Regions from separate parts of the Mus musculus genome. Here regions 2, 3, 4, 5 and 6 are each linked to region 1. The links are chromatin contacts, called in public HiChIP or PLAC-seq, Micro-C, capture Hi-C and promoter capture Hi-C maps. All regions are on one chromosome and are shown on one strand. Each heading gives the region's core, a stretch centred on a gene start, on an enhancer-like site or on the middle of the called end of the contact. The rest is flanking DNA. Distances are from core to core; before and after follow the strand shown. Region 1 holds the start of Hoxb9 (homeobox B9). Region 2 holds the start of Ngfr (nerve growth factor receptor (TNFR superfamily, member 16)). Region 3 holds the start of Cdk5rap3 (CDK5 regulatory subunit associated protein 3). Region 4 has its middle 8.8 kb from the start of Gm51916. Region 5 holds the start of Nfe2l1 (nuclear factor, erythroid derived 2,-like 1). Region 6 holds the start of Tbkbp1 (TBK1 binding protein 1).

Evidence for each region. Promoter capture Hi-C pulls out the DNA fragments that hold promoters and counts their contacts. A called contact is a pair of places that touch in the nucleus more often than the background predicts. HiChIP or PLAC-seq counts read pairs in DNA pulled down with a chosen protein or histone mark. Capture Hi-C pulls out chosen DNA fragments and counts their contacts.
Region 2: a Micro-C map of embryonic stem cells shows a contact between it and region 1, with 1.8 times the contacts expected there. The contact joins the promoter of Ngfr here to the promoter of Hoxb9 in region 1. A contact is called at or near these places in 1 of 39 promoter capture datasets (liver) and 1 of 484 Hi-C or Micro-C datasets (embryonic stem cells).
Region 3: a capture Hi-C map of embryonic stem cells shows a contact between it and region 1, with 5 times the contacts expected there. The contact joins the promoter of Cdk5rap3 here to the promoter of Hoxb9 in region 1. A contact is called at or near these places in 1 of 39 promoter capture datasets (embryonic stem cells), 19 of 484 Hi-C or Micro-C datasets (CD4 T cells, CD4 single positive thymocytes, Th1 cells and 13 more), 17 of 115 datasets of contacts at active chromatin or transcription factors (astrocytes, bone marrow-derived macrophages, craniofacial prominence and 14 more) and 4 of 9 other capture datasets (adipose tissue, embryonic stem cells, liver and 1 more).
Region 4: a promoter capture Hi-C map of embryonic stem cells shows a contact between it and region 1, with 4 times the contacts expected there. The contact joins the enhancer-like site here to the promoter of Hoxb9 in region 1. A contact is called at or near these places in 8 of 39 promoter capture datasets (3T3-L1-derived adipocytes, the C10 cell line, cranial neural crest and 2 more) and 2 of 115 datasets of contacts at active chromatin or transcription factors (embryonic forebrain and neural tube).
Region 5: a contact with region 1 is called in an H3K4me3 HiChIP or PLAC-seq map of neural tube, with 3 times the contacts expected there. The contact joins the promoter of Nfe2l1 here to the promoter of Hoxb9 in region 1. A contact is called at or near these places in 11 of 39 promoter capture datasets (the 3T3-L1 cell line, the SN4741 cell line, cranial neural crest and 6 more), 1 of 484 Hi-C or Micro-C datasets (Sertoli cells), 18 of 115 datasets of contacts at active chromatin or transcription factors (astrocytes, craniofacial prominence, embryonic basal ganglia and 12 more) and 3 of 9 other capture datasets (adipose tissue, embryonic stem cells and macrophages).
Region 6: a promoter capture Hi-C map of embryonic stem cells shows a contact between it and region 1, with 2.5 times the contacts expected there. The contact joins the promoter of Tbkbp1 here to the promoter of Hoxb9 in region 1. A contact is called at or near these places in 3 of 39 promoter capture datasets (the 3T3-L1 cell line and embryonic stem cells), 1 of 484 Hi-C or Micro-C datasets (cortical neurons), 2 of 115 datasets of contacts at active chromatin or transcription factors (forebrain and stem cell-derived neural progenitor cells) and 1 of 9 other capture datasets (embryonic stem cells).

The regions. Positions count from the first base shown.
Region 1 is chr11:96,269,393-96,273,445 of GRCm38.p6, forward strand. It overlaps Hoxb9 (homeobox B9), which reads left to right and starts at 1,938. Exons shown (of 2, transcript NM_008270.2): 1 at 1,938-2,666. The coding sequence starts at 2,150.
Region 2 is chr11:95,586,358-95,590,023 of GRCm38.p6, forward strand. Ngfr (nerve growth factor receptor (TNFR superfamily, member 16)) reads right to left here and starts at 1,341. Exons shown (of 6, transcript NM_033217.3): 1 at 1,127-1,341. The coding sequence starts at 1,201.
Region 3 is chr11:96,914,070-96,917,851 of GRCm38.p6, forward strand. Cdk5rap3 (CDK5 regulatory subunit associated protein 3) reads right to left here and starts at 2,445. Exons shown (of 14, transcript NM_030248.2): 1 at 2,315-2,445; 2 at 2,082-2,127. The coding sequence starts at 2,320.
Region 4 is chr11:96,995,493-96,999,213 of GRCm38.p6, forward strand. No RefSeq gene overlaps it. Among named protein-coding and RNA genes, the nearest start is that of Gm51916, 8.8 kb to the left of the region's middle. Within about 2 kb of position 2,034, at least 139 of the 459 cell types and tissues checked have an H3K27ac peak or open chromatin away from gene starts, as enhancers often do. A contact at or near this core is called in embryonic forebrain, embryonic stem cells and stem cell-derived epiblast-like cells, where this site is marked.
Region 5 is chr11:96,828,696-96,832,395 of GRCm38.p6, forward strand. It overlaps Nfe2l1 (nuclear factor, erythroid derived 2,-like 1), which reads right to left and starts at 1,273. Exons shown (of 5, transcript NM_008686.3): 1 at 1,124-1,273.
Region 6 is chr11:97,147,778-97,151,758 of GRCm38.p6, forward strand. Tbkbp1 (TBK1 binding protein 1) reads right to left here and starts at 2,298. Exons shown (of 10, transcript NM_001372531.1): 1 at 2,214-2,298; 2 at 1,585-1,838; 3 at 1,168-1,290; 4 at 852-956. The coding sequence starts at 1,809.

The DNA.
Region 1 (4,053 bases), core at 688-3,187:
CAGATTTCATAGGACTAGCAAAGCAGGAACAGGTGCTCTGCCCTAACTATGATTCATTCGCTCCAGGCCCAGCTTCTTGCTGGCAGATCCGGGAAGCTCTCTTGACTTTTCCAAGCGTCCAACCGCTACTTAGAAGAATTTGCATCGGATTTTTGTTTCCCCATTTGGATACTACAGGGAAAAAAATAGATCTTCACGCTGTTTGGTTCCGGATCTGCTGGGCTGTCGCTCTCCAAGAGCGTGGGTGGAATTGAAGGGGCCGGCTGGGCGCCCGCATTGATCTTTAAAAAATCATTTTGAAATCGCCATAATGTGAAGAAATATGGCGCTTCGCCCTCGTATTTCACACGTAATGACACGAGATGGCTTCATTTAGAAAGACAAGCGGGCGGGACTGTGTGTGTGCTCTCGGAGGTGATCCGCAGCCTTCCACTGGGCAGTAGGGGTACTGGCTAAAAACATATTGACCCCCAAGTTAGAACGGTTCCACTTTTTCTAAAAGAAGGGGAGGCTAAGGAGGGAGTCATGGCCCCCGGAGCAGTCTGCCTAATAACGGTCCAGACTCAGAGAATAGCCAAGAAATCTGTCTTTAAACCTAACCCGAGGAAACCAAGCCTGTCTAGGGGCCCGGCCTCCCAGAGCACCACACCGGGGGAGGCGCCTGCACCCAGGCAGAAGCTGTAGAGGCAAGAGCTGGGAGAGCCGCCAGGAAACCAGCCCGTGGCCTCGGGGGAGTCCCTGCGCAGGGCCGCAGATTAGCTGCTAATAAAATGCACTATTTGTAATCTCCACGAGAGGATTGTAGGCGAGAAGGCGGCGGGTGGGGGAAACGGACTGATGCCGGGGACTCCTCTGTACTTGCTACCGTCCTATGTCAGTATTTGGACCTTTTCCAGAGCGGCAATTCCGGGTGAAAAGCGCTAGAGTGCTGAGAATTTAGCTGGCCTCTTTCCCTTTTTGGATGGAAAGGAAGGTAACCCGGTGTTCCTTACTGTGCCGTTTGGGGAGTCTTCTTCCCCTTCTCCTTTAATCATTTCCCACATTAGCCCTCTCATCTGGACATTTTTAAGGGTCTCAGAGATTCCTGGATGAAGGACAAGAAATGACCATGGACCCAGCCTTTCACAAAGGCCCAAGAAAAATTTTAAGGAGTTAAACAAGACTGGTTAGTCTCCCGAAACTCTAGTTCCAGGGCCTGGTGTGTCTCTTTGGCCTTAGGCAGGCTATAATTTCAAGACAGATAATGATTCTTTGGACACTAGTCCCCTTTCGCCTCTCTCAGCTGCTAAAGGATCAAGGGAAGAGCCTAGTCACGTAAATCTCCCCAAATTGTGCCCTGAACCCCCTCCAAAGAGGATAACTGTCCTATAAAAGCCCCAACTTCTTTCTCATCCTTTTACTTCATCTCCTGTGGGTCGCTGTACTGCTGTTGTTTAATAAACATCTCTGTCAAGGGGACAGAGGACAGGAAATGAGGGCCCGCGGGGTGGAGGTGGAGGTGTTGGGGGGGGGCGACAAGACTACCTCCTCTTTAATTACCCTGTCGGGCCTCTCCCGCAGCTCTGAGGCTGGGGCGCTCTCCCTCCCTGTATGCTGGTCCTCCCCCCCCCCCCAATCTGCCTGGGGAGAGGGCTCCTCAGCCTGCGTCCCTCCTGAGGCAGCCCGCTGCTTGCCTCCGCCTCTCCTCCGCCCCCATCGCCCCATGTTGAGAACCCCCCTTCCTGTAAAAGCGGGAGGGGCCCGGGCGGCCCGGCAGCTCAGGCTGAGGTTACGTGGCCGCCGGAGCCCTGACGTGATAGCACATTGCATCAGCATAAAACAATCCATCCTGGATATGGAATGCGGTGAGGACGGATGACAGCGCGAGCGCAGCCCCCTCGCCCGATTGATTTATGTCGGAGCTGACGCTTTATCAGGCAGTCCGCAAAACTTTGACCAATCATTTTGCAAGGAGCTCCGAGCCGGGCTGCTCCACTGTACTTTGTTGGCTGAGAAGTTGAGCAGGGGGTGGGGGTGGGAGGGTGGGGGTCTGGGGGGGGTCGCGTCCGAAAGCCCTCTGCACCGGGTCCGTGTGCCACCTTTTCCCTGCTTGGGCGCCGCGGCGCGAGCGCTTCCCTTCCCCCTGCGAGCGCGCGGATAATGTCTGAGAATGTCCATTTCTGGGACGCTTAGCAGCTATTATGTCGACTCGATCATAAGTCACGAGAGCGAGGACGCGCCTCCAGCCAAGTTTCCTTCGGGCCAGTACGCGAACCCGCGGCAGCCGGGCCACGCCGAGCACCTGGACTTCCCCTCGTGCAGCTTCCAGCCCAAAGCGCCGGTGTTCGGCGCCTCCTGGGCGCCGCTGAGCCCGCACGCCTCGGGGAGCCTGCCGTCTGTCTACCACCCCTACCTGCAGCCCCAGGGCGCGCCGGCGGCCGAAAGCAGGTACCTCCGCACCTGGCTAGAGCCGGCGCCGCGCGCCGAGGCCGCCCCGGGGCAGGGCCAGGCGGCCGTGAAGGCGGAGCCGCTGCTGGGCGCGCCGGGGGAGCTGCTCAAACAGGGCACGCCCGAGTACAGTTTGGAAACTTCGGCGGGCAGGGAGGCTGTCCTGTCTAATCAAAGAGCTGGCTACGGGGACAATAAAATTTGCGAAGGAAGCGAGGACAAAGAGAGGCCGGATCAAAGTAAGTTATAAAAAAAAAAAAAAGTGAGGAAATCCCCCCCAGGCTGCAGGCCAGGCCCGGGGGAGGGGAGGGGAGAGGCCATAAAGCGGACAATGTAAAGGGACAGAGCGCCTGGGGCCGCAGGGCTAGAGTGGGTGGAGGGAAGAGGAAGGAAGGGGCTGGCAAAGCAAAAAGCTGGGTGTCCAGGAGGGGGACACTGAGGCTACCCCCCACTCCTCCTTGTGGCGCAGGGACTGAGACTCAGGGACCAAGTCTCTCTAGTCCTTCATTCTTCCCCAGGCTCGGGCTGGAAAAAGGGAGAGGGACCTGCGATAGAACTGTAGGAGGCCGGGCCGATGGCCAGCGCGGCCCGGAGCCCGCGCGGGCACGGGGCCGAAGAGCACTCGGCAGAGCCGCCTGCGCCACGCGCAGACCGTCCCTGCCGGCCAAGGGGAAGGGGGAGGGGGCTCATTAGGATTTTATTTGCGATGCAACAGCTTGGCGGAGGATTGTTCCTAGCAGATCTCACGCAGTAGCCGCGTCGGGTCGGCAGCAGGCGCCGGGAGGGGCGGGGGAAGCCCAGGATGCGGTGACGGAGCCCCCTCCCCGGTGCGCCGGCCCCTCCCCGGGAGCCTTCCCTCCGGGGGTCCCCCGCCCTTCTAGGGCATCCTCGACAGGACGGCCGTTTCTCCTCCTGCGGTTGCACGCTGATCTCCGCGGGGCTTCCGATCACTTAGGCCGGGCAGTTCACCTCTCCGAGAGTCTAGGCATCACTTGCTAAAGACAGGGCCTCCCTCTAGAATGGAGGAGAAGACACCCAAAGGGACCCCGGGGGAGGGAGGGGGAGGACTGCGCAGGGGCGGAGAACTCTACCCTTGGTGGAGAGTTTCTTACCACCTCCCACTCCTAAAAGCACCCTTGCTAAAATAAAACCCCAAGTGGAAACTGCTGCTGGCTGAGAGTAGAGGAGGCTTACTTTTAGGGGTTTGTTTTTAAGGATGGGGAAGACAAACTGGTTTGGGGCTCGCTCTTGGTCCCAAACAATACGGGACAAACTGACAGGTCAACTCCTCACCTCTTCCTCCTCTGGGCAAATAGTTTGGTCCTTGCTCGCCCTATTGGATGCCCCACCAACAGAGAGGCCAATGGGTCCTCTGGGGGCATGCTTGCCCTCTGAAAAGCAAGGAGAGACACTATTCCCCTGTGACCCTTGTGGTCCCCTCATACCTCCAACTTGCCAGGCTGAGTTATTAAGGAGCTCATATCCCCAAAACAGCTCCTCCCAAAGCTCCAGAAAACACCCAAACAGACCCCTCACCCCATGGCCCCAGACTAGGCCTGAGTTGCCCATCATTGCAAGGCAGCCATTTGGCTAGGCTCAATTATTAACAGTTTTTTTTTTTGTTTC
Region 2 (3,666 bases), core at 91-2,590, 680 kb before region 1:
CCCAAGGCGCGCACGCAGCTCCCAACAGCAATCCCTCGCCCGCAGTGCCCCCTGCGGGTCGCCTGGGGTTTTGCATCCCCTAGCTGTGCGCTGCCGGAACCATCACAGCCTTGAGAGTCCCAGCGCTCCGCATCTCGAGAGCTGGCCGGCGTTTAATAGGGTAGGGGGATGCCCCGGCTCTGTCTCTCCGGGTCCACTGAGTTGCTTCAAACCACGTGAAAGGTTTGTCAAGGAACTACCCTAGAAGCGGATTTGCCATAGTGAAGTGAGCGCTCTCTTCCCTGCCTGGGATGCCCAGACGCAATTCCCGGACTGGGCGAGGCCGCTAGAAAGAGCGCTAGAACCCACGCGGGAAACGTCTGTGACTGGGCTGTCCTCATCGCATCGTCCTTGAGTAGACAGACAGGCGGGGCCCCGAGCACTTTAGGGTATGCACCTTCTTTCCATTTCTCTATCTCTTTTGTGGTTGTCTCTTTTCTGCCCTCCATAAAGCCCACTTCTCTCTCTTCAACCTCTCTGCCACTCCCGAATCGCTCCTTTCGATGCCCCTCCCCCCCATTGTCTGGCCGGTCCCCATTGTCCATACTGGGTCCCCTCTGCCTCCAGTCCCTCCAGCTGCCTCCCGCATTGTTCCGTCTCTAGCCCCTCACATCTTTAGTGCCGATCTCTTTCCCTTCCTTCTCTCTGCCCTACAACTCCCCAGGGACTAAGATGCTAAAGAGAAAACTCCCCTCGGGATCCCAAAATTCACACGCTGTCGTCAAAAGAACCCAGGCGCCCGAGATTCCCAAACCTCCCTCCACCCCACTCGAGACTGCTCCCAGTCTCCTACACCGCACCCGTCGTAGTGCTCAAGAACCAGCAGCAGCAAGCAGAACCAAGAACGGGTGTCGTTGCAACAGTCCTGTCTGCATCTCTATCCTGGGACTGGGTCGCCTCTGCGCTCTGAAAGTCCTAGAAGCTAGGAGCGCCCCTGTGGGTCATGATCCCGCAGCTCCTCCGCCACCCGTTGCCAGCATCTGGGACCTTAACGTCTTATTCTGTTCCCTGGGTGGTGGCACCCACATCCCCTTGGGGTTCAGCTCTTTGAAAAGGTTAACGGAGGTCCCTCCTACTAATCACTTACCCCTAGAAGCAGCAGCAGCAGCAGCAGCAGGCGCAGCCGGTCCATGGCGCTGCAGGCAGCACCTGCCCTCCTCATTGCTCGCCTCCGGCGACAGCGCTCAGCTTCTAGCTCAGTCCGCTCTGCGGACCGATGGTGCTGCGCGCTGAGCTGAGCTGCGCTGCGCTGCGCTCCAGCGCCCGCTGCCCGCCGGAGCTGGCGGAGGCTCCACTCGCTCTGGCTGCTAGCGGGCGGGAGCAGCTGGGTGAAGGCAATGCAGCAGCCCCGCCTCCTCCCCGCCCAGCCCGCCCAACTCCCCCCCCCCCCCAACCCCTCCGGAACCGCGCCCGCCCGGCTGCCTAGGGTGGGGAGTCCAGAGCAGTCAAGTGAGGCGTGAGAGGAGCCGCACCCGTGTGCCCCGCTGTGGCTTCTCAGTGGGCTGCCCCACGTACCCAGGGCACCTCCGGTTATGCTGAGCATAAGATGCTTCGGATCCAACGGGGGCCATTGCTCTCCTACTGATGAAGCCTGCCTCGGGGTTAACTCTCTTAAACATCTTTAGCCTAATTGCCTACCTAGCCCTTATTCCGAAAATGAGGCTGCCCTCCTTTTATGGTTGGATACACACCTTATTCCATTCTCTCTCTGTTCCAACTTGTGGAGGGATATGTTCCTTGGGGCCTTCAAGGTGAAATCTATCCCAATATCATAATTTGGGATATCTGTCTGACACTGTTTCTCTGTCTCTGTCTCTGTCTCTCTGTCCCTGTCTCCCCCTCTCCTACACACACACACACATACACACACACACACATGATAGAACCTAGGACCACACACACACACACACACACACACACACACACATGATAGAACCTAGGACCACACACACACACATGCTAAGCAAGCATTGTATCACAGAACTCTATCTCCAGCCTTTCATGAGCTTGAATGAGTCACAGGTGTGCACATAAACCCCAGGAATACACAAACACACTCTCAAGTGCACCTGTACGTGTGTGTGTTGACGTACTGACATCTGCCTATACCGTCCCTCAGGCATTCATATAGACCTGCTCATCCTACAAGGGCTCCTAACACAGACCAGACATACATCAATGCACACAGGCTGACATTCACATATACACTCCTACACACTCACATGTGTGCACTGCACAGTGGTAGTCACACAAGCCCACATCTGTATTTTGCCCTCAAATGCACACACACACACACACACACACACACACACACACACACACACACACAGAGTATACAGACAACACACAAACATGATTACATGAGTTTGTGAGTTTCCTACGGGCAGGGACAGTAGTGTCTTCTCTGACCACCCAAGTGTTCAGTCATGGAGGGGATTCAAGGGGAGAGCTGTTGAATGGATTCAACATCCACAGACTCATCCGTGAGCTGTGTAGGCCTTCTGAGGATCACACTGGCCATGCTCTAGAAGCGTGGCACATCAAACCACCTGTATGCCAAGGAATGTGCAGTCAGTCTTTCAGAAGAAACACCGCCCCGCCCTTCTCTGGTTCCCAGACATCGAAGGCCCTGGTACAGAACTGTGTGGGGACAGTCTATCCCAGCACCAGATGTTAGCTATGTCTGGACTCCAGTTCCTCTTCAAAAAAATACAGTCCCAAAATAATAGAAACAAGGGACAGACCAAGAGCATTTATAAAGCAGGCCTGCTCATGAGTAGGTGATTTCCTAGGTCACTTAAACTTAATTGCAGGAAAAAAAAAAAAACCTATCCTATGTAGCCAATAAAGGCCAGCAGACAGTCCCCAGGAAGGACGGGTAGACATCACTGTGGCTTTGAGAATTCATGTTCATGAGCCACCATGGCTGGATGTAAGAGTCTAGGCAGAAAGCAGGACCTCAGAAGTCCCTGGGGAGTCCTTCCGCCTGGACAGAGATTACTTCTAAGATGTCCCCTCCCCCAACGCTTTTACAGACCTGCCTTACTCTCTGCTGAATTCATGGGAGGCAGGAAGGGGGAGCATTAGCACTTCCAGAAGCATTGAGCTGCTTACTACCAGGCTACCGACAGTGTGGCATTAATTTAAATACTCCCGTTATTAATTTATGATCCCAGTTACTATTATTGCCAAGGTTATCCATCTCAACACAATTTAATACGACCCACACCACCATGGCTGGGCCTGGGTTATTAATAATTTCCATGGTCTTGATCATTTAAGCCTTACTCCAACAATTACAAACAGCAATTGTTACTATTCTTAGCAGTATTTCTATGATTAAGCTGAAGCACAAGCCCGAGATGTACTGCTGAGTGCTGGCAGGGAGTGTGGCTGCATAGGGTGCGGAAGGAGGAGTGTTGCATTGTGGGAAGTCAGGCCTGAGTGCGAATGCTTGCCCCCTGCCCTGTTGCCTCTTCCTTCTTACCTTGGGAAGGCTTCAACCATCTCTCTTGGCCTTTGTTTTCTTATTTACAGGATGGGGCTTTAAAGGAAGGTAATAAGATCAAATAGAGGAACGCAGTGTTCATCACACCGGAGACCCAGCCTTCTCTTGGTCACTCAGTG
Region 3 (3,782 bases), core at 1,195-3,694, 650 kb after region 1:
GTGCCACTTTTGACCATTCTAAAGTCTCCATAATATTTTGCTTCTGTGTGTAATTATATCTTTCGTGTTGACAGAGGGTGCTGCTCAACTTCCATTTCCTCGGGGCTGGGATTAACCGCCACAATGGAAAACACAAGGTGGTTATGCCAAGTACCGGATGAACGAACAACTGCAAAGCCCCTAACACCTACCGCGCCCCGAAGGCTGGAGGGTGCTGACGGTTTATTTATTTATTTATTTATTTATTTAAGGCAGGTTCTTTCTACATAGCCCTGGCTGTTCTGGAATTCACTATGTAGACCAGGTTGCCCTCTGGAATTCACTACATAGACCAGGTTGTCCTCGAACTCACAGAAAGCCTGTTTCCCCAGTGCTGGGATTAAAGGTGTGCACTATCATGGCCCAACCTAGTCGCTCGTCTGTTTTTTTTTTTTTTAAAGATTTATTTATTTATTATATGTAAGTACACTGTAGCTGTCTTCAGACACTCCAGAAGAGTGGAGTCAGATCTTGTTACAGATGGTTGTGAGCCACCATGTGGTTGCTGGGATTTGAACTCCGGACCTTTGGAAGAGCAGTCGGGTGCTCTTACCCACTGAGCCATCTCACCAGCCCCGCTCGTCTGTTTTTAACTTTATTTACTCTGTATGCACATAAATGTATGTATGCACATGTGCCACAGCTCACAAGTGGAGGTCAGACGACAACTTTTGAGATCTAAGCCTCTCCTTCCATCACAGGGGTCCTGATGCTGACCTCAGGTCATCAGACTTGCCGGTAAGAACATTTACCTACTGAGCCATCCTGCTGGCTCTCAGTTCCTTTCCATCTCTCTGTACCTCAGTTTCCCCACACATCAGATGAGGCCCTATGCACCGAGCCTTGTGCCTCGCAGTGGCTCACAAAACCTTAGTGATTTCATCTTAACAAAGACAAGTATAAAATAGCAGCGGGGATGGAACAAATGCTCCATGGTGAGCGGTGTCCTACTGGTTCTTCTCAGGACTCGAGGACAAACTGGCACACCCAGGTAGATGCAGCGGGTGCCCATACACTATGAATACATGGTGGCCCGTGCCTGGCAGGCACTTGGGAGGACTCACCAGTGTCCATCAAAGGACTGAATACTCCCTCTCCTTTAAAACAAATCTTTCAACCGCTTAATTTCTCTCAAGCAACAACAGTATCAGAAATTCTGACTCTGAGTTCTTCTCAAGTTGTCAGAAAGGAAAACAGCAGACACCAGAATTCCTCCAGGGGCTGAGGTCGGCAAACACCCTCTTAAGGACGTGTTACCAGTGGACTGGCGTATCTGGTGAACACAAGGGCCAGGGGCTGTACACACCCCCAGAAGTGACAGAATGAGGGATGTAAGCCAGATGCAGAGACTGCCTGGTCACTAAAAGGTCTTCTTGTCTCTCTGTCATTTTCTTTTGAAATAGTGTCTCTCCATGTAGTCCTGGCTGCCCTGGTGCTTGCTATGTGGCCAAGGCCTGCCTCTGCCTTCTGAGTGCTAAGACTAAAGGTTTTTTGGGGGGGTGGGGGTGGGGGGCGGGGAGTACTAGGCTGGTACTTGCTATGCAAGCCAGGCTGTCTGAGAACTGCCACCAATCCTCCTGCCTCGGCCTCCCAAGTATTATGGTTACCAGTGTGAACCACCATGGTTGGCATAAAAGGTCTGTATGTGAGTCTTAGGGCCCTCTTCTCCCTAAATCCAAGGAGAGAAACTTTTTAAATAGATGGGAGAGGATTACCCACCCCAAATAATGCAAAATGCATGAAGACAGAACCAAACAGACTTAGGTTTCAAATGGATCAGCCATTTGCTTAACTGTCCATCTTTAACACTATCCATTTGTCCTGTGTGCCTGAATACGATTTGATACTACGTGAGAAACGTTAAAAGTAGAAAACACGGAGCCAGTACAGACTTTCCATGCTTCCTTCCTTGCAGAGCAAACAGTTCGCTGGAGTAAAGCACCTCAGCTGGGACTTTCACAGCTCCTGGCTGCTGGTTGGTGACAGGGGGCAACTAGCAGACCTCCCCCGAGAGCCGACCGCGCGGGGGCGCCCTCTCCTACCGAGCAGCTTGCTGGTCTGGATGTCGATGGGCACGTGCTGATGGTCCTGGTGGGAAATACGACCGGGAGGGAGGGCGTGAACGCGGGAAGGCGATGCGCCTCGCGCGCGCTCATTCCACGAGTCCAACCGCCACCCTGCAGGGGCAGAGCACCCGACAGAGGACGGGAGGACTTGAGGAGGCAGGACAGGAATCCCAGAGAAGACCCAGTTTCTCCAGCCCTGGTCCCCACACCTGCATCCTTTCTCCACTTCCGCTTCCGGCCAAAGACCCCGGCCCAGCCTAGCACCAATCCTGAGCGGCTGTGCTTGAGCCTCAGTTCCGAAACAAACCGGCCTCCTTCAGCCACGTCGCCGTCTTCAGCGGAGCCAATCCAAGACCACGCTCCGCCCCTCTGCTGAAAGCCCCGCCCATCACGATGTTCTGATTGGTTGAGTACCGGAGGGGCGGGAGAATAGCTGACAGCCAATGGAAGGCGAGAGGCGGGCTCCGGCCGGGTGATCTCCAGGAAGGGATGTTACACTTGCACGATGGCGGTAGGGGGCACCCAAGAGCCGTTTTAGGCTGCTTTTTCATCAGCCTGGCGCGGAGCCCCCAGCTAGAGAACGAACACATGCGCGGAACAGGTCCTAGCACCTTCCCGATGGCGTTTCGAAAGTAGTTAAAAAAAATACTTTCTTCCCACCATTTTCTCCCTTTACCACATATAGAAGGTCACAGGTCTCTTGAGGCTCTCGTCACATTTTGTCCTCCCATTTATGATAAATACGATTTTTGAGCACCCGATTCTTGTTGGACGACTGGGACAGGGAAGGGAGAGGAAGCAACACTCATTGAATAGTAAACAAAAAGTTGCGTGGTGGCACACGCCTTTAATCCCAGCAGGGAGGCAGAGGCAGGCGGATTTCTGAGTTCGAGGCCAGCCTGATCTACAAAGTGAGTTCCAGGACAGCCAGGGCTATACAGAGAAACCCTGTCTCGAAAAGCCAAAAAAAAAAAAAAAAAAAAAAAAAAAAGTTGCAGAAGGAAGGATGATGGCGGGTGTTCCTGGTGGAGTGGAAAGGCTGTTTCTGATGGAAGAGACTGCACAAACTTTAAAACTACAGCTGCAAGAGTGGTTCAGGGAAAGACAAGCAGGGGAGACCGGCAAAATATACGTGGTCCAAGACAAAGTGAAGTGCAAGGTCCCTTGTTTCACGAGGGATCTCAAGAGGACACTACACAGGTCTCCCACCTATAGCTGACCTCAGACCCACCTCTATACAGTAAAAGGTTTAAGGCAGTGACCCGGGAGGAGGCTGTAAAAATATAAGGATCGTAACAAAGAGTCCCTCATTAAGGAACTTGGACTTCACACTGCAGACAGAGAGGAACCACTGAAGGGTTTGGTACAAGGAAGGACATAACACATATTGGTTAGGAGGATGGGCTAATGGGCAATAAGGCTGTGTCCAGAGCAACTAGGAGGCTGTAAGGGAGAGGTTGGGCCTCACCTAGGTCAGAAGCTGTAGGGAGGAGATAAGCAGAATTTAGGAGGAAAACAGACAGGCGTTGGCAATAGATTGGCCAAATGGGTGAGGAGGGAGGACTCAAACATGACACTCAAGCTGGGCAGTGGCGGCACACGCCTTCAATCCCAGCGCTTGGGAGACAGAGGCAGGCAGATTTCTGGGTTCAAATTCAGCCTGGTCTACAAAGTGAG
Region 4 (3,721 bases), core at 784-3,283, 730 kb after region 1:
TTTAACAATGGCAGAAGCCTGAGAGGGGAGGTTGGGAGGAAAGCTGAAGAAACTGTCTGGGTCAGGGATGGACCTGGGAGAGCAGAAAGGCACGTCGTTGGATGCTTTGCCTGCGGAATGGCTCCTGTGGAACTTGCTTAGAGCCGTGGGAGAAGAGAGTCCTCAACCTGGAAGAAAAGCCCTGACCTGGCGATAGAGACACAGTCCTACCCTGGTGGGAACTCTTTGCTCTCTGAGGCCTCTAGTATTTGCAGAAGGCATAACCTGCATCTTTGAGAGGGTCAGAGTCGAATGGGAAAGACAGGTCTGCCTCCAGCTGGGTCACAGGGGGGCCGTGTAATGTCGCCAGTAAGTTAGGTGTTCCAAGGCAAGCACTGAAAACTAGGGAGCCTTTTACACAGAGGGGACTTGATACACAGGAATGACCAGAATCCAGAGGGGTAGCCAGAGGAGGCTTCCAGGAGACAGTCGGTCGGAACACAGAAACAAACAAAAGATTTTTATTTCTGCATTGTGAGTGTTTTGCTTCCGTGTATGTTTTGTGCACCACGTGTGTTTCTGGTCCCCAAATATGCCAGAAAAAGTTGTTGGGTCCCCTAGAACTGGAGTCGCAGTCAGTCATGAGCTATCACATGCGCACTGAGGCTCAGCCCCTGGTCTACTGGAAGAGCAGCCGGTGTTCTTATCCACCGAGCCATCTGTAAGTCCGGCTGGCCAAAAAAATATGCAGTGATTCTCCTGCCTCAGTCTCCAGAGAGCTTCAATTACAGGTTGAGTCACCATACCCTCCTTGAACACGGTTCTGAAGATAAAGACAGGACTAGGGAGGTGAGGGGGTTCACCCTCTGTAGTGCAGAGGGTAATGTGGGGCCATAGGCTCCAGGGGCCTCCCAGCAGCAATGCTGGAGGGGGGTGATACAGGAGAGGATCCCACATAGGAACCGCCCCCCACCCCCTTCAGAGATGACCACTTGGCATTCAGAGAAATGGGCTCAGAGAAGAAAGACAATGCTCGCTCAAGATCACCTAGCAGCTAACCACAAAGCGGAAGCCAGAAACCAGACTTCAAGACTCCTGGGTGCTCTACCCTCTCCAGCTGGCATATGCTTTGATAGCCTAACCTAGGGCTGTTGTCAGAAGGTTCCAGAAGCCTGTCATCCTCAGAGTGGGCTGTTAGAGCAGGGGAAAGTACCTTAATCTCTTCAGGCCTCTTTTTCCCCATCTGTACTTTGGGCTTTCATCTAAAGAGGGGAAGTCCTTCTCTGGGGGGCATGACGCTGACAGGGTTTGCAGGGTTTTGGTAGGTAGGTAGGGATGGATGGATTGATGGACAACGGGGAGGCAAGCAGGGACCAGGGAGGAAAGGGATTTTCTCCCAAAAGAGCTTGATTTGAGAATTAAGGGTGAGAGAAAAAGAGAAGGTAGATTTGCATGTGATTTACATGTCAATTGTGTGAATTCCAGGCCACGTGTTCTCTGGAATCTCCCTGGCTCCTGCTCCCTTGGCTGTGGTTTCCCCACCTGCTCGAGAGCCTCTTGGCTGCCCCTTGTGTGGCCATAGCTGGGGAAAGTGGGTTCATCAATTGGCCACTGGCTTCCCCAATACCAACCAAATTTCCTTAGATCCTTCCTAAGGCCTGGTCCGCAGCCTTCCTCACTTCCCAGCGTGGCTCCCAGGAGGTCCCCCTTAGGCTTGGTGGAAGACTCGGGGACTGGCTCAGGCTAGCCCGGTGCTCAGCACTCCGAGGCCTCTTGCCTCTCTGCCTTTCCCTACGGAGACCCCCGGGAAGAGCAACTCAGCAGGAGCCCCGCGGGGCCTTGCCCTGGCCGCTGCCCTCCAGGGCGGGTGAGAGTGGACCCTGAACCCCAACTCGCCGCGCCCTCTGCAAGGCCGGGGTGTTCGGCTGCAGTGGGCCGGCGAAGAGCTGTCCCCTCCCACTGGAGCCAAATAATTGCCTCCTGCTTTGTTGTGTGGTGTCTGGGGCCCGGGGCCTCTCATTTGTGGGGACGTGCTGTGGCGAGAGCCTCCCTGCGTAATTACCCTCCTCCCCATCGCCGCCGCCGCCGCCACTGAGCCTCCTGCGTCCGCTGGGCCTTACTCACCCCCGCCTGGCCGGCCTGCTGCTCCCCCGCGGCCCAGACGCAGGCAACTCCCTCCCGGTCCAAGCTGTCCTTTCCCGGCAGAGAACGTTTCTGCTTCTCTCCCCCCATCCCCCTTCTCCATACAACCAACACACACACACACACACACACACACACACACACACGTCTGGGGAAAAGCAGGGCAGGACAGGGTATTTCTAATCTGAATGCAACAGTCCCTCTTGGGCCTTCACTGGGGCTGACTGAGAAACTGGGTCCAGGGCACGCGCCTCGCTTTGCGCAACATCTGGACAGCTGCACCTGTCGGGGCCTGTCCCCAGTTAAGGCTGGAGCTCCTTACGACCCTGATACCTAAAAGAACACACCCTAGCCAAACTCCTGCCACCGCCCCCCCCCCCGCGCCCCTTTCCCTTTCCCTTTATCCCAGCCACTTGTTTGGTATAAAGGAAAGAGAGGCAAAAAGGAGAAAGAGTGCCCGTGAACACACTCGTGCCTCCAGGAAAATAAAAAAGCTGAGGGGCTGCGGAAAACAAAACAAAACAAAACAAAACAAAAAAAAACTCCCCCAACAAAGAAAAGGTCAAGCAAGGAGGCAAAGGGGGGAATTACAAATTTAGGCACAGAGCAGAGAGATGCAGACGTGCTACTTCTCAAGAAATAGATCGACAGAACAACTCCTGTTCTTGGAATGTTTGATTAAATATTGAGTCTACTTGGCGACTGGACCAATGACATTGAATGGGGGGGGGGGACGACAGCAAGAAGTACCAGGCTGAGCAAAACCATTGTTTGTTTGTTTGTTTGTTAGAGGGTCTCACTATGTGGCCCTGGCTGACCTAGAACTCACAGAACTCTGCCTACCCCTGCTTCCTAAATGTTGGGAATAAAGGTGTGCACCTCCATGACCCATCTAGCCAGCACTCTTTTATTGATTGATTGATTGTATATGAGTACACTGTAGTTGTACAAATGGTTGTAAGCCACCATGTGGTTGCTGGGATTTGAACTCAGGACCTTCGGAAGAGCAGTCAGTACTCTTATCCACTAAGCCATCTCACCAGCCTTAGCCAGCACCCTTAAATGATGAAGAGACAGTTGCAAATCACAATAGGGCTGGGGCATGGAAGTGGGGAGCTGTCCGTCTCTTCTGGGACCAGAACAACCATAAACCATCAGTAAGACAGATGTAGGACCAATGTCTGCAAGCACTTTCCGAGTGCAGAAACCGTTCACTCATCCACAAAGTATTTATGAGCACCGAGCCATGGACCAGACTCACTTGGTGCTTGCTTGAGTACTGAAGAGGGCTGTGGACTCCCGTAGGAGGATGCTCACCCAAGGAGTGACCCCTCTGTTCAATGTGTTACAGATGATAGATTCAGGGAGTTAGAATTTGTCAGGAAACTGTGGAAGGTTCCATTCAGTCAGTGAAGATAAACTTAGTACAGAGGGGGCCGGGGAGTTCAGACCCTGAAAGGGATGACCCTTCCTGAGGTGACACAGGGTGTCCATGTCTGGAATAGCTGTGAGTTCTGAGGTGACAGATAGGAGAAAAAGAAAAGCAGATATTTTAAATATTTGATATCTGGAGCAGGTGCCTGCAGCCCATCCCTGCATG
Region 5 (3,700 bases), core at 23-2,522, 560 kb after region 1:
CCAACTTTTGAAATCTCATTTCCCCTTTCCTATCATTCTTTCATTCGTTAATTAATTAATTTATTTTTTTAAATAAAAGACCAGCCTAATAGCACAGGCCACTCAGAACGTTGAAACGTTAAGATCAGGGGTTTAAGACCAGCCTGGTTTCAATAGTAAAATAAAAGAATGTCCAGGACAAGGATACAGATCACGGGTGCCTGGTTAGAGGCCCTAGGTCCAATCCCCAGTATGGCAAAATAAAAGAACAGGGTAGGGTACAGGAGGACAGTGGAAGATTGTGGAGCCGTGCTCCACCTGGAATTTGAATTCACAGGTTTTAGCTTTATTCACATGACCTTCTGAGCCAAAGCAGAAGGATATGGCCAAGTTCTCGATCTCACTTGCCAAGTGGGGAGAAGGTAAATTTGCCTTCCCATTTCTGATTTCTACTTTTGAGCTTCCATTAAATTCCTAAACTCCTCTACTGTGGCCCACTATCAACTTCGCTCTAAAGGTGAAGTGGGAGCGACACGTAGGAGACACACACACCCACGAATACCCTCATTCGGTTGAGTAAACATCCCTGCTTTTGAAACCCGCCCGTCCTCGCGCAATTTACTACTAAAACTTCCCAAGAGCCACTTAAAGTTTGAGAGAGCAGACAAAGTTCTTCAAAGCCCACAAGGCCAAAGAGAGAGCGCTCCGGCCCCAGTCCGGTCCCACCCTGCCGTACCCGAGTCTGGATGAGACCAAGCTGCCATGCCCACTCTCGCCGACGCGCCTCCAAGCTTTCTGGGACACGGAGCGACAAGTGCTACTTTGCTGGCCTTGACCCACCCTTAAAAGCGAGCCTCACCCCGCCCTCCGTTCCCCAGGCCCCACCCCGCTCGCGAGCCCAGCCTCACCACGCCCTCCCATGCCCTCGGCCCTTCTCAGTCCAGCCCACCCAGGAACACGCTTTCTGGTCGGCCCCGCGTTTCTTTCCGGCCGTGTCCAGGGCCCGAGCCCGATCAAGACCCCTCTCGGCCTCCCGGGTCCCGCCTCCTGCTCCTCAACCACATCTCGCCGCCCCTTATCCCACAAGCTTTCGGCCCTGTTGCACCGCGGCTATCTCGTTGGGGAAGGGAATTAGAGCAGGTACCCGCTGCTGAGGTCACAGTCTGTCGCTGCCGCCACAGCAGGCCCTCAGCCCAAGTCCCGGCCTCGCCACCGCCGCCGTCGCCGCCACCTCCGGCCGGCCTGGAGCGCCCAGCCTCGGCTTCCCTCCCCGCCCCCTCCTTCCACTGCACTCGGAAACCCGCCCGCCACGGCCACCCCAGAAACAGTTGGTCCAATCAGATAGCCGGGACTAGAGTCGTCACCGGATGTCACTTTGATTGACAGCAAAGAAAACCCAATAGTCGAGTTTGTGTCTGCCCACTCGGCACAGTCCTCCCGAGACTGACGTGGAGAGAAGTCCAATGAGTGTGCAGGCCCGCCCCCCGGTATGGACCCACCAATGAGTGAGGCGAAGGCCCTAGTGTCCGGCATTCTGAACCTCTCCGCTGCGGGTTGGAGGTGGGCGGTGTTGTAAGTTAGGTGATTCTAGCTCATTGTGTGCCTAGGAATGCGGTCCTTTAAGGCAGATAATGGAGCATTGACGCCGGAGCCCGAGATTCCGTCCTTGAGGGTCCCCACGGTGACTTGTAAAAGTCCAGTGAGATCCGAGGGGGGGGCCGAGGCGGAGTACGGAGCATGTGGCTCTGATGGTCGCGACGTTCGTGTCGCCATCTTGAGTCCTGGCAACGGAAACCGGTACCCCCTGTCTGCCTTAGAGCCTGGTGTAACCTGTTCGTCAGGCAGGAAGGGTGGCATCTTGTAGCCCAGGCAACAGTCAGGTCGTGGAAACTGCGGGGCAGACGAGGGCCTTAGAGAAATGTTGGTAGTGTGATAGATAGGACATAGTAACTCGTTTTTGCCATCAAAGAAACACCGGGAAGAGCCCCTCCCCTTCCTCTAACCTCGCACACAGCTTAGTTTTTGCTTTTCAGGAACGTTCCATCGTTGCCAGAGTTCCCCATACAACTATAGTACCAAAACATTTTTTGTGACTCAAATATAAGTGTGCTCTCAACATCATTTATTAGATTCCAAATTACAAAGCCTTTGTGAGATTCTTGTTCAGTGACCCTGTGGTAGGGGCCTGATAACGTTCCCTATAAGTAATTCTGATACAGCTGGTCCGAAGACCACATGTAGGAAATCATTGTATTGAAGTTTGTACTGTGTAGCTGTGGGACAGAGGTGAGATGCCAACTGAGTTCTTGTCTCCTTTTAAGAGGCCATAATCTAGTTGACAGTTCATTATTCGCTGTCCTTGTGCAATTAAGGACAAGGCCAACTGATAATGCAGCAGATAAGTTCACTTCACGCTGTGCTAGGAGAGTTAGCACCAATATGGAGGGGTTCTCAGAATGTAAAGTACGTTTCACAGATATAATATGCACCAAGAATTCAACTGATTCTTACAAAAATTATTAAGCTACCACATACCTTTTTAAATGGAAACAAATTATTTTGAGCTAGTTAACACTTTCAAAGACTGTTTTTACTTCATCGTTTTTTAGTGTGTCCCAATAAATTACTAGAATACAAAATTTATGAAAACTAGACATTTGTGTATTAATTGTTGGGTCTTCAAAACAACAGGCATAGTGTCCCATGCCTTTAATCCTGGCACTCTTGGAATCTTTGTGAACTCAAGGGCATTCTCATGTACGAAGAGTTCAAGATCAGCCAGGGCTACAAGTGTTGGGTTTCAGAGGGGTTATTTTACTTTACAAAGTAGACCTGGCCTCCAGGTCCTCCCAGCATTCCTCAGTCCTTACCTGGCATACTCACCCTCTACACAGACTCCCCACAGGCTCTTCCCTGTACAATCCAGACATTTAGTTCTCTTGGCCCCTCCCTTCTCTTTTCTCTCCCTCTGCACTTGTTTCTCTTTCTCTTCTCCCCTCCCCTCTGTCTCCCTCCCCCTGACCTTGTGGCTCCGGACCAGTGAACTCACCTGCCTGGAAGCAGTTTCCCAATAAACCTGCTTACATATACCCTGATCTGGCTTGAGTTGGCTCGTTTCACCGCTGGAGAAATAATTAATCATCCAGAACAGGCAGAGCTACATAGAAAGTTCCAGAACAGCCAGGGCCACATGCATGCCCTTGCTCATAAACAAAACAAGCAAACAAAAAGTACACGGAAGCATGGAACCTAGATGTTAACTACAAAAAAGAAAAAAAAGAAAGAAAGAAAACGTGATAGAGTACTTACCCAGCGTGCAAGGGGCACTGGGTTTAATCTGCTGCAATAAACAAAAGGTTCTAGCAATAGAAAAGCAGGTAGGGGCTGGTGAGATGGCTCAGTGGGTAAGAGTACCCGACTGCTCTTCCTTTTTTTTTTTTTTTTTTTTTAATATTTATTTATTTATTATATGTAAGTACACTGTAGCTGTCTTCAGACACTCCAGAAGGGGGAGTCAGATCTCATTACAGATGGTTGTGAGCCACCATGTGGTTGCTGGGACTTGAACTCAGGACCTTAGGAAGAGCAGTTGGTGCTCTTAACAGCTGAGCCATCTCACCAGCCCCCCCGACTGCTCTTCCAAAGGTCCAGTGTTCAAGTCCCAGCAACCACATGGTGGCTCACAACCATCCGTAACGAGATCTGACTCCCTCTTCTGGTG
Region 6 (3,981 bases), core at 1,048-3,547, 880 kb after region 1:
CAAACCTCCTCTGGGTCTTATCACACAGAGACATTTATGCCAACACTGGGCTCCAGGTCCAGTCACCCCAAACCCTCAGGGATGTGACTTGCATTTGCATACAGGACTTAAGCACTTCTAAGCTTTGTCTACCTCCTGTATAAAATGGGGATAGCAGTACCACGCCTACCTCTTTGATTGTTGTGAGAGCTAAAATGAGTAAATGTGTGTAGAGGGATATGAACAGTGCCTGGCACGCTGCGACTACCAAGCAAACGTTCCTGACTATAAAAGGAAAACCGTTTTACACAAATGTCCCGTTGCCGTCACAGCAGCTTAGTGAGATGGCTTACCGTTTTTCTCTGCTTTTCAGATGAGGGGTGAGAGCTAAATAACTTGATCAAGGTCACAGCACAGGAGTTGGCAGAGACCTTATCTCCTGATACTGCCACCTGCCCACACACAAACGGCCACATGGCAACTCTCATCACGCTTGTGCTGGGACTATGGAGAGCTCTGGCACCTCTCTTGTCACTTATACCCTCTCCCAGACACTATACTATACTATAGGTACAGGGTTGATGCAGTGTGAGAGCCAAATACACACACACACACACACACACACACACACACACAGCATCCTAGCCCAAGGTACAGAGTCACCCATGACCCGGATGATACTGTCTCATTCACACGGCAAAGCAGGCATTCACAGACAGGGACGAGTGGATACAGGGAGTGTGCACGCAGCAGAGTGTGTGTGACACACAGGCAGCACACACTCATCGGGTTGGAATGCACGTAGAGAATCACATCACGTCAGATACCTCACACACACACACACACACACACACCCGCTCTCTGGGCCTCACCATCTCCCCCAGCTCTGTCTCCAAGTCGCTTTTCTCCACGCACAGTTTCTCGTAAGCCTGGATCATCTCCCCGAGCTGCTCCTCCTGCTCCTTACTCTTCTGCAACTGGGTAGGCCCGGAGAGGTGTGCCAGGGTCAGGACCAGCCTTGACAGGGAGCAGAGGGGGCTCCCAACCTCCCCAACCCTATTCCCAATAGAAACAGGAAGCGCTGAAGCTGATTTAGGGAAGGCGGGGGCAGGGCGGGGTTGAGGGCAAAGTGAGGGAAGCAGGAGGCTAAGGGAGTGGGGTTGGCTGGGAAGCGAAGCAAGGGCTTACCTCGTGTTGGAATTGGTTGAGTCGTTGCTGCAGACTGACCTTCTCCACCTCCAGCAGGGAGCCATCCTTGAGTTCATACAGAGGGAAGCCATGCTCCTCTCCAAAATCAGTGATCAGCGGATACTGTGGGAGGGTCGTCCTCTGAGAAGCCTGGCTTCCCATCCCAGGACCGCTCTGTCCCCCAACCCCACTGCCAGCTTCACAGGCGCCTCTCCCCGCCCCCTCCAATGGGACCCACCACTCCAAAGCTGGGCTCCTCCTCCACCCCTGAGATTGGCTGCAGGAGCAGAGCTCCTCATCCCCAAGGCAGCCACTTCTTCAGGGACCAGGCAGCCTCCAGTGCTGGCCACCTCTTGGGACCCTCCTGCCCTTGCAGGCAACTACAAGCTCAGCTCGCCATCACATCTAGGTTCTGACCTTGATCTCATAGACTTTGAGGCGACGGCGGAGGGTGGCATTCTCCCTCTCCAGGCCTCCTAGCCTTTCCTTGATGTCTCCGTAGGCTGTGATGAGGGCAAAGTGGGAGGCAGAACACATGTCCCCTCCCAGGGACGGGTCTCCAGGACCATCCAGCCACACCTCACTGGGCCCCAAGGCCTCTTGGGTCAGGATGCTGATGTCATCTTCAAACATGGACTCCATGGTAAGGGCTTCAGCCCACCCTGGGCCTCCTGAGAGTGCAGGAACAGAGTAAAGAGGACCACCTGCTCTTTGTTCCCAACTCTTCCATGCTGGTCTGAGGAACCTGTGGTAGCTGGGGAGCTTCAGCCAAGAGACAGATCTCACAACTAACTCTCTCTCTCTCTTCTCTCTCAAGTTTCTGCCCTATCCCCTGCTGTGACTGCTTATAGAAGGAAATGGAACCAGATAGACGTCATGAGTGGAGTGGGGGACAACTGATAAACAGGACCAAGGATCAGGGGCAGGGAGGAGAGACCTGTGGACAGATGGGAGGGAGGGCTGCTGTCCCAGCATTGGCACAGCCCAGAACCTGCCTAGACTACTCGGCTTGGTCTCCTCCCCAGACCTCCCTTTTCCCCAAGTACCTCGACAGCCGCCAAGATTCCCATCCCAGGCCTCTGTCGCCTGCTCCTAAGGAAGGCTAGTCCCGCTAGGCAGCCTGGCCTCTGTGGCCCCCGCCCAACTTCCTCCCGCAGGATCCCAGAGTTCAGGAAAAGGAAGTGCCTCCCCAAGTGCGCCGGGGCTGTGGCAACCGTCCAGGCGCAGACCTACAGGAAGTCCTTGGCTGAGTGTCAGAGGCAGCAAACTGGGCAAGGGGGCCTAGGAGAACCGAGACCATTAAGGGAGACTCCAGCTTGTCCTATTGTGCCTGCACTCAGGGAAATGGGGAGCCCTGGGAGGGGGGCAGGAATGACTCAGGGCTCCCAAAACGAGTAGGCAGCGAGGGGGTGCGTGTGTACATCTCCGGGCCCTTGTTTATGAATGTGTGGCTGTGGCTGCCATGTGGGGGGGAGTGTGTGTCTGTGAATGAGTGTAGGTGTGCCGCCGTCAATGAGTGCTTTTGCGGGGCGGAGGACCGGGGTCAGCGCGGAGTTCGGGAGTGACCAGAGGTTGTGTATGTGTGTGTGTGTACGTGTGTGTGCGCGCGCGCGCGTGTGAGCACGCGTGCGTGAGCGTGTGGGTAGGGTGGGCACGTTCGGGCCGAGTGTCACGTGAGGCACTATGGGAATGTCCGAGGTGTGTGCGCGCGCTGGAGCGTGTGTGCGCTCCGGCGAGGGGGCTCGGTCCGAAGGCGCGAGTTCCGACAGTGCAGGCCTCGGGTCCCCCATCCCCCAGCCTCGGCTAAGTGCCGGAGCGACAGACGCGTGTGACAGGTCTGAGTAAGGAGCGTGTGCGCGTGTTTGAAGGGCTGGCCCCACCTTTAACCCTCTCTTGCCCACGCCACCCCTCCCCCTACTCTGCCGACCAGAGCTCACTACACACCCCACCCCCATCCCTGCCCACGATCTCCGGCCATCACCCCCACTCTCGAGGACTCCGTGTCCCCACACACCCCGGCCGTGCGACCCGAGCTGCCTTCCTCCGCATCCTGGGGCCGCGCGCCGAGCGCCCGCGCAGGCTACTGGGGAGGGGGCGCCCGTCCCCGCCTGGCCCCTCCGGCGGCCCCTTTAAGAGCGGCTCTTTAAACCCCCTCGGGCTCGGCGGACAGAAACTGTCGCCCCTCCCCTCTGTGGGGCCGAGACCGCGCAGCCCCCTCCCCCACCGCGGCCGGGCTCCGGGCGGGCTACTGAGCGGCAGCCGCCCCGCAGGCCGGAGGCTGCGGGCAGCGGCGCAGGACCCTTCCCCACTCTGCTCCCGGGCGCAGCGCCCGCCCACCCGCGCCCGGGCCCCGGCCTCCCGCGCCCCAAGCCGCCCCGGCCCGCCGCGCCCCTCCCCCTCCCCCAGCCCGGGCCCCGGCCCGCACTCACGGCTGCCGCGGGCTCCTGCTCGCAGTCGCAGCGCACCCCTCCGCCGGCTCCCTCCCCTGACGGGCCCCAGCGCCCCCACCCCCTGGCACCGCGCGCCGCTCCGCGCCCTGCCGCCGCCGCCGGGTCTCTCCCCACCCCCTCCCCTCCCCTCCCGGCCCCCTCCCTCCCGCTCGCCCGCCCCGCTCCTCCTCCGCCGCCGCCGCCGCCGTCTCCTCCGCCTCCTCCTCCCCGGCTGCTCCGGGTCTCTCCAGCTGGACCGGCGCCCGGGACCCCGCGGTTGCCACCACCACGTGGCGAGGGGCGGCGGCCCCCGCGGTGCGGTCCGGCTGAGGCTGGCAGCGCGCCGGGCGCCCACCAGCTCCCCGCCGTGCGGCCTCCCCTCCCC